Regions from separate parts of the Mus musculus genome. Here region 1 is linked to region 2. The links are chromatin contacts, called in public Hi-C maps. All regions are on one chromosome and are shown on one strand. Each heading gives the region's core, a stretch centred on a gene start, on an enhancer-like site or on the middle of the called end of the contact. The rest is flanking DNA. Distances are from core to core; before and after follow the strand shown. Region 1 holds the start of Trpc4 (transient receptor potential cation channel, subfamily C, member 4). Region 2 has its middle 5.0 kb from the start of Gm24851.

The links. Hi-C and Micro-C count contacts between places; a contact is called where the count stands out from the background.
Region 1: a Hi-C map of cerebral cortex shows a contact between it and region 2, with 5 times the contacts expected there. The contact joins the promoter of Trpc4 here to the enhancer-like site in region 2. A contact is called at or near these places in 13 of 39 promoter capture datasets (the 3T3-L1 cell line, the C10 cell line, cranial neural crest and 7 more), 2 of 15 datasets of contacts at CTCF or cohesin (large pre-B cells and pro-B cells), 8 of 484 Hi-C or Micro-C datasets (cerebral cortex, cortical neurons, embryonic stem cells and 3 more), 4 of 115 datasets of contacts at active chromatin or transcription factors (embryonic forebrain, forebrain, neural progenitor cells and 1 more) and 1 of 9 other capture datasets (embryonic stem cells).

The regions. Positions count from the first base shown.
Region 1 is chr3:54,153,366-54,157,917 of GRCm38.p6, reverse strand. Trpc4 (transient receptor potential cation channel, subfamily C, member 4) reads right to left here and starts at 1,861. Exons shown (of 11, transcript NM_016984.3): 1 at 1,659-1,861.
Region 2 is chr3:53,846,039-53,850,735 of GRCm38.p6, reverse strand. No RefSeq gene overlaps it. Among named protein-coding and RNA genes, the nearest start is that of Gm24851, 5.0 kb to the right of the region's middle. Within about 2 kb of position 2,270, at least 8 of the 459 cell types and tissues checked have an H3K27ac peak or open chromatin away from gene starts, as enhancers often do. A contact at or near this core is called in cerebral cortex, where this site is marked.

The DNA.
Region 1 (4,552 bases), core at 612-3,111, 310 kb before region 2:
ATCCCCTCAGAGGACCATGGGCAACTCTGATGTCTCTCTTTCACCAACCTGTAGGTTTTTGGCCCCTTTGCCTTTCTTGGCTTAAGTCTATCCTTCCTCCTCCTCCCACCAGTCAGTGTAAAGATTCAGATCAAAGTTCAGGCAAGGCAAAGCTGCTCCTTGCAGTCTTTCTCTGAAACCGTGCACATGCACTCTCCCTCCCTCTCCTTGCTACCCTTTTTAATCCAAGTTATTCATATATCCTTTGATGCCCATTTACCTTGCCCGGGCTGACTGATTGATCCTGGTTAACCACAGCATTGATTTGCAGAGATTGTAAAGACCTTCATTCACTTTACCCACGTTAAATTCAATTTTGATCCTAATTCTGAGTTTCGGACAGGATTACCCCTATATCTTACTACTTTGTTTCTCTTAAGAGCTGGATGTTTCCTGGTTTACTGTCCAGATGAACAGAAGTAGGCGTTACAAATATAACTTTAAATAGCAAATCGTAACACCGTTAACATAACCGCCAACTCCTACTCTCGGTGTCTGAGTCTTTAAAAAAAAATCCTCTGCTAAATCTTTTATTCTTCCTAAAGAATTTTTAAGTACTTTGCATTGTGATGACTACGAGAGAAAAGCCAGCGAGCCTATGAACCTCGGTGGTTTATTTTATCACAGTTTTACAAATCTGTTCGAAGATTTCATTTTAAAGGCACAGTGACAGCGTTTTCTCTCTCTTCCCACTCGTTTGGCTTAGTAGCTTACTCCCTCCGTAAGTAACTTGATAACCTTTTATAGCAGCCAGCGGTATTTAATGATAATGCTCCCCTGGGAAAAACCGCAGTGGGCAGGGATACACCACAGTGGCTGGAGAACACTGGACACATGGTCTTTGGTCCCTCTGCCCAGCTCACCTCCACCCTCATGTCTCTATCTTTCTCTGTCTCTCTCTGGAGTCACAAAAGGCAGTTCGCAGCTGGAAACAACAAGTTGCGCCATGGATTCAAGCTATCTACTCAAGTAGCAAGCAGAGTCACTGGTTCAGCTGGAATCTCAGTTGCCAAGCGAACTAGGAACCCCCAAACCTGGTCCAACCACAAGCTTAAAAGTGCTTTTGCTGCTTGACAGAGGAAAATGACGCAGAGGGGAATGAACCCACTGAACAGCGGTCGCTGTCCTCCCTTCGTGCCCTCAGCTCGTTGGAGAGTCATAGAGCTCACCTTACGTGCCCAAGGACCATGTCATTTCCATCCTCTCCAAACGTCCAAACGCGCACGGGAGGTTGTACACAAGCACCGAGCTCCCCAGCACCGCGGGGATAAGGGCTGATCCTTTGTTTACCATGTAAATCACACCGGGGGTTCGCTCTTCGTCCTCACCCCTGCCTCACAACGCGATACAGAGAGAGCCTGGAAGCACCCCCAAACTCCCCCTTATCCCAGGTCATCCAAAGAAAGCTTCGCGAAAATCTTTCCCCGAACCTTAAAAAAGCAACCTTTTTAAAAAGAAGAAGAACCTTAAAAAGCTGCTGCACCCTGGTGACTCGCGTAAGCCCCCAGGGATACCCGCCTCCTAGCAGGGAGCCTGCTTCCCAGTCGGCTTAGGAAACTTAATCAGTATCCCAGATGTGAGGCCCGCGTCTGGAGCGCGGAGCCTGCACCCTCTCTTACCCGCAAAGTTGCAATCTGGTGGTTGAAGTGACCGAGGTGGGCTCGGCGAGCGCGCAGCACCAGTGCTGTGCCTGGTGCTAGCGCAGCTGGTCAGTTCCGATGGGGTTTCCGTAGTCGCTACCGAGTTTTTTGGAGCATTCCAAGGGGGAAAAAAACCCGCACGAAACCAGAGCCCACGCAGCTGGCACAGAACTGGGCGGAGTGAGGATGCTGGAGAGCCAGAGCAGGGGCGCGGGGGAGGGGCAGCCCAGGAGGGGGCGGGGTGCCCAGGACGACAGCCTCGCCCACCAGGCACTGATGCTCTCCCCACCTATACCCCCGGAAAAGTTGCGTTCCCAAGGTGGCCAAAGAGCAGCCTGGAGGACCGCCCCCACCCATCCTGGGTCTGCCCGAATGGATGCGCATCCCACGCACCTCCCTAGGAGCGGGTATAAAGGACCCACAAACACCTCAACGCGCCACCCGGGAGCATCTCTCCAGGTCAGTCAGCAAGCAGGGTGGCTCGCCATATGTCTGCTTGTCACTCAGCTAAGTGGTGGTCAGGACAGACCCGGAGGTCTTGGGTGTTTGGCATACACAGATCAGGGCTTGGTGTAGCCCAGGAGAAATGCAAAACTTCACTTGTCAACCGAACCCAACCCTGGAAAGCCCTGCTCCAACCATACTAAGCAGCTGGTCAAAGGATTGGAACAAATTGTCTCTCCCCCTACCCAGCCCTGGCAACTCTTGTAGCCGCCCTGGACTCCTGGCACCCCCTTCCCTGTCCTCAAGGTGTCACACTTGCCTTGCTAGTGCAGGGATGTGCTTGCCACTACCATCAACAATCCAGACAGTGGCAATAAATAAATGATAAGCCCCCAGCATCCCATCCACTCCTACCTGGCTCCCTCTAAACAACTGGCAATCAAGATTCCCACGTATTTAATCCCAAATTATGGGCCAGCGTAGGAGCTGGAGGTCCTGGTGGCTGCAGGTGGGCATGTTGGTGAACGACGGTGTCTGCCACCGGACTCAGCATCTCTAACTCTAATCTTGAGCTTCCAGATACAGCTTATCTCTTGGTGTAGTATTCATACACAAAAATAAGATCCAAGTACAGAGGTGGAAAAGTTCATGTAACTTGCCACACCTTTATTGTTCGTGATCTCAAGACCAAGGGACAAACTTAGCAGTGCGTTTGCCAAAAGGCTTCAGCCCCCTCCTACCTTCACTTCTCGGGTTTCTTTTTCAGAGCACAGGCGGTTGTGAGCTCCCCCCATCGCCTGTAAGCATCCCAGCAGCAAGATTTAATAGACTCAGGCTCACTCTGCGTTTCTGAACGTCAGATGAGTGAGGTGGGTTTTTTTTTTTTTCCGTTTCGTTTTTTTGTTTTTGTTTTTTAAGGGTAATTGCAGAGTAAGGAGGCTTTGTTGACTTTGGAGTGTACTCTTTGGAGTGAAGGTTTTGTTTTGTTGTTCTTTTCAAAATGCTGTTTGTAGTTGTCAAGTTTTCTTTCTCCTGAGCTAACTGCTCCTCTCATAGGTCAGCATGACCCCTAGAGTGATTTTGAGAGAGCACAGCCCACAGTCCGTCCCACAAAATACCGAGGCCTTTACAGTACACCAAACAAACCTGTACCAGAAAACTGGATGAGCAACAGAAGAACTCCATCCCTACCCCGAATCCCTCTACAGATCTCCATAAATGTGTGTCAACATCTTTCAAAGGTAGTTTTCTTGTCTTAGCATTAAACACTGGATTTTATAAAATATGCAAAACACATCACTCGGTAGACATGGAGATGAACTTTACAATAAATCTAAACCTACTTTCTACTGAAGAAGAAAAGAAGAAAAACACACATCGACATCTGTTTGGCGTGGTACAACTGAAACTACTTCTTTAAAAAAAAATTTCACAAAACCTGTTTTTCTTAATGATCAGTAAATGTATAAAAACCAAACCTGGAGCAGACATTGGTTGAAGAAGTGTTTCTGCTAAAATACAGGCTGTCATGAGTGTAGGTCCTTAAGACAGGTTTAAGGATGCTTGAAAAGGAACTCAACACTTGAGATCATCCACACAGCTCTCTTAGGGCTCTTACTTCTTCATAGCAGATACCATTTTTTATCATGATATCAGAGACAGATATTTTTTCTAGTCTTCCCTAATTTGTTATTCTTCCCATAAGAAAGGTGGATGTGAGTCCACAATAAAAACAAAATAGAAAAAAAAAAAAAAAAAAAAAGGAAAGCAAAAGCAAAACCTTGAGGACCACAAAACGCACACCAGCATCATCGGCGTTTGCTCCTAGCAGCCTGTGTTCCCTTGGAAGGAAGAGCAATGGACCACAAACCCTCCTCAGCAGCAGCGTGTGCAAGTCTGGATTGCCGTAGCTGTGCTTGTGATACATGAAATGATTGGTAATTATACAAAAAAAAAAAAAAAAAAAAAGGTAAGGCATTTAAACAGTCTGGTGAGAAGAAACCTGTAAGTCCTTAAGCTGCAGGTCAGTGGGGCCAAAGGAATCTACACTCAAGCAGATTTGTTTATTTGGAGTTTAGGTTTGTGTCTGATTCAAGGAAAGAAGAAGTTACTGTTGCCTTGAAATTAGCAACAGGAAGTAAACCAAGGAATGGCAGCGGTAAGGCAGTTACATCTAGTGCCTATTCACACTTCAAACAGATCATGAAGTTGGGATCACTGTTGTTTGAGGAAAGGAATTTTTAACCTCTAAAGTTTCTGTTTTCTCTTCAGGAGCTACAATGTGTATAGTTCTTTCTTTGAAAACTGAAGAAGAAAGAGACAACGTTACAGGCACAGAGATATGGAAAACTCACTTCTGCCAAGGACCATTGTCATGGTTTTCTGTGATAGTGAGGCATTCATGAAGAATGCCATTACTGTCTCTCTCT
Region 2 (4,697 bases), core at 1,021-3,520:
AACCAACCACAGATCATATTGCTTGAAAAAAATAAAAGCAATTACATGCACAGCTTTCCACCCTTTACTTCCCAGCCAGTGATGTCTATCACATTATTAGTGCCAAGAATCTGGACATGACTTAGAAGGTATATTGAAGAGTGGGAATGGGCTATCCACAATTATGTTCCATTTTTATATGAGGAACCTAACTCTTGGTTGGAGTCCTCTAGAGTGATCTATAGAGAAAGCAGCTAGCCAGCAGGGTGTCCACAGAGATTTTAGGCCATCACTCATAATGTAATGAGATGACACGGTGACTATGGGCCCTCACTATAACTTGAAATGTCCACCAGAAGGTTGTATGGCTGAATGCTCCATCCACAGACACTGTATGGGAAGGTGTGCAGGGTTTGAGACACGGGGACCAACTGCTAGAAGTAAGTCACTACGAGTGAGCCTTAGAAGATTAAGCCTGTTTGCTTGTAGCCTGCATGCCTTGCTTCCTGCTCTAACTACCTTAGGATGAAGTCGGCCACACACCTTTGCCAACATAGATGGAACCGCCCTTGCTGAAATCACCCACTGGAACCATGAGCCAAAATAACTCTCAAATGTTGTTTCTGTCAGACATTTTGTTGTGGCAGAGGAGAAGGTAACCAATAAATATCTCAAGGGCTGTTTGTGCCTGAAGTAGGCACACAGACATACTCCGTAGCTTAAAGGACTTGAGACTTCTGGCAGACATTAGTATCCATCCATCATGGAATCGCCCCCTCACGTGGACAGATCTGCTCAAGTGCAAGGGTCACAGGAGAATCAACAAGAGGTTTAAGTAGCTTTTATTCTTTCTTAGAAAAACTGAAGAAATTATCTTGGACTCATCACTTCTTTGAAGATAAAGATGCCCATATCCTAATGGATTTTACGGTGGTGGTGGTGGTGGTGGTGGTGGTGTGAATGACAACCTTGTGAAGGAATAGGGACAGAGAGCAAAGTGCCACAGACTCCTGCGACCTCTTGAAGAGTCCTGATCTGCCTGCTGCATGTGGCCTTAGATCTAAAATGGCTCCCAGCACACCGGTTGGCCAGAAAAAAGGAACCAAGGGCAGGGTGCAGACCACTTCTCAGTCTTAGCAGGAAGTCCTCACAGGTGATGATACCACCACCCCAACTCCACCTGAGTTACCTCATCAGGCATGGCCTTCACTGGAGCATGGGGAAGGTGTGGTGAGTTACAATTGGCCAAGGATTGAGGGATTCGAGATTGGCTCAAACATTGTATATAAGCATATGCACTGGCCAGATTCTGGTCTCCAGGCGGATTTCCCCAGGATTCATCATCTGACTGTGTCCCCTCACCCCTAATCCTCGCTCCTGTTCCCTCATGTTATCATCTCTGAAAATAGAACACAGAAAATTTCAGTATCGCTTTGAACTTAGACGCAAAAATCCACAACAAAATTAATTCAAACATATCCACCAATGTGTTCTTAAAAATCTATACTGTGACCAGGCAGGTTTTATTCTCTCTATACAAGAATGATTCAACATTTAAAAAAAATTAATTTATATAATACATAACAACAGGCCGAGCAGAAGAAAATCTGTGGTCCTAGCAATTGACACTTAGAGCATACTTGAAAATCATGCTAATGGTGATTAAAAAACCAAAACAAAACCTTTCAGACCATTGGATAGAGGGTTATTTTCTAAACTTGTTATAAAGTAACTTAAAATCCCTACAGTTGATAGTAAATTGAATAATGAGATTATAGATTAAAGACTTTATTTCTGGATTATTAAATAATCTTTATTTATTTGCTTGTTTGTTTTGGTATGGTCATCGCTCCTTCTATTCTGTATGAAGTATGAAGACTCCTAAAAATGGTGGTCACAGTGTGTTTCTTCCTGAGAGAACTACTATACACGAACACTAATACTTAATGGGCTTCTTGCAATGTGCCAAACTCTATGTTAGGTTTTCCATTCATATTTAATCATCAGAACAATCTCTGAGTTCCATACATTTTTGCCAAGTTTACACAGCTACTCAGCAGCAAAATCACACTCCGAGCTTGCATCGACACGGCACTTTGCACTCGTGGATCATCAGCCAGCTTTTCCCAGTGATACCCCCAGGAAGTTGCCTGTCCTGAGAATACAGAAAGCTCTTCCCTCCCTCCTTGTCACTCTCGTCCACAGATTTCTCCCTTACTTACTTCCTTGCCTTCGCCTACTCTGCGATACTGCCTGCCGCACACCGGAACCCATGAATACAGAGCGGGAAGTGAGAGGCTGTGATCGCTTGTGAGGTATCTTAGCTTCGTGCTTTTTATACGGAGCTGTAGCATTCAAATGAAACACTCCTCTGGACTGTTTTCCATACCATAAAGCACCCGGCAGAGGTGCAAGGACTCCACCCAACAAGTAACAGCCTCTTCATTACAAAACATCATAAGCACCCAAAATATCCTCCAAGGAGCAAACTGTAAGCCGGAAGAACCTTCTAGGGTATATAGAGGCTTCGTAGTAAATGAAAAGCTGAAGTAGCAGAGCCGATTTTAGGTCCATCTCCACTTGTTAAAGACATCTTAAAATAGAAGACATAACAAAAAAAAAAATCTGCCTCTAAAAGCTTTCTTTTGAGAAAATATGGGCAGAAAAAAAAGCTTGGGCAGAAAAAAAAAAAAAAAAGCCTTTATAAAATGAAGATCCAGCTTGCCTATCCAAATAATCACTATCTTCCTGTCTGGAGGTCCCAGGCACAAGGTAATTGCCTCTCAGTGCTACTTTGTTACCCGTGATCTGAATAAAGCACTCTCACAAGCCCCTTGGGAGCAGTCCCACCGGAGTCCTTCAGGGAGCCTCGCTCGGAACTGTAATTTGTTCCAGACACTCTGAGCAAATTACATTCTTCCTTGAGCTCTAAACTTGATAATTAGATGAGTTCATTTAAAGTTAAAAATACAGTGAAGTAGAACATTGTCCTTGTGCCAGGTGTCAACCTGGGGTGGGGACAGAATGGAGGGAGACCTCAAAGACCAAACTCAAGGTTTTGGTGCAAGCTTTGCTCTTGTGTTGGATGGGGTGTAGGTGTCAAGCTCATGTCAGTCTTGCATCTTTACCCACTGAGATGTCTCTCAGGACCAGCAACAAATACTCCTCAGTGTTCTGCTTGCTGGTAAGTCCACAACCCATCCAGATTCTAGCAGATTACATTCTGGAAGGTTCTGCGGTTTGCTGTGAGTGTCCTTCTGTGGCAGAAAGCCGAGGGGTTGAAGGGTTGAAATGTTGGTCTAATCCTCATGACTCGGCCTTGCAAGGGGTGCCATCATAGTCCTACACTACTATACCCCGCTGTGTAGCCTATTTTACCAAGGTAATAACTTCAGGTACCAGATTTCCGCCCTTTTCATTTATCCATCAAAGACATGGTTTTGCTTTGTTTAACACTACTACACTCCAGAAAATGTGGAAGAGGCACTAACATTCAAACGATAATCATAGTGGTTGTCCAAAGTAGGCCATTCATATCCCTGCTATGGTTCTCTGCAGTCTACACTGCCCACCTCCTAACGTGCAAGCATCCCCCCATCTGAATGACTAGTGAGGGAACGGGCTGCCAGCTAAGCCCATACTCTGTATTCTCAAACACAGTGGCACCATCCTTCACAGATAAGTGCTGGGCAAAGATGCAGCTGCCTTTGTTATTTGTGTCATGTAACCCCTATCGGTACTTTATGTGTGTATGAAAGGAAAAAAAAAATCTGACCTTAAAGAGCAGACAGTGTTAGAAAAGAAGTGTCTGTGCTTCTGTCTAGTGTACGTGTTTTTTAAACTTCAGAACATTAAATGAATATTTTATTTTTAACTTTCTGTTCTTACTTTGATTTAACGAAGACACTTCCAGTTTTCATTTAGTTTGAAACGAGCATTTGTTTTCATTGTTTCTGATCTGCCTGCTGGCTCAGTCCTTGTTTCACTGTCTTGGATAAACCAAACAAGCCACTGGAATGTGGGATGGTTAGCTAACAGCTGAGCCTGGCCTGCATGTCTGTCTTAGTAAGGATTTTACTGTTGTGAATAGACACCATGACCAAGGTAACTCTTATAAAGGACATTTTAATTGGGGCTGGCTTACATATTCAGAGGTTCTGTTCAAGGTGGGAGCAAGGCAGCATCCAGGCAAGCATGATGCAAAGGGAGCTGAAAGTTCTACATCTCAATCTGAAGGCTGCTAGGAGAAGACGGGCTTCCAGGTAGCTAGGATGAGAGTCTTAAAGGTCACGCTCACTGTGACACATTCAACAAGTCCACACCTACTCCCAAAGGGTCACACCTCCAAATGGCACCACTCCCTGGGCGAAGCATATTCAAACCATCACAGTGTCTATGCATTAGCCTGGCAGGAGGCCAAACAAACAGAACACAGATTTCAGATGCTATGTATGGGCAATGTGACAGCTCCAGCAGGCCAGCACGGCCCTCTGCCTCCATCTTCTGCCAAGCAGCCTCTTTTGGAGACAGGAGAAAAGAATGCTAGAGCAGAGGGCATGTGTACATGTGTGTTCTATGTGTTCAGAGTATGCAAAGATGAACAAGAAATTCAGTGACATCACGGATCTCCTCACCTCCTCAGAGGAGCCACAGAGCAGGTAAATGTCTTATGCTTGGCACAGTTGCATTGATTAGCTATTGATTTTCATGTTTCCCTT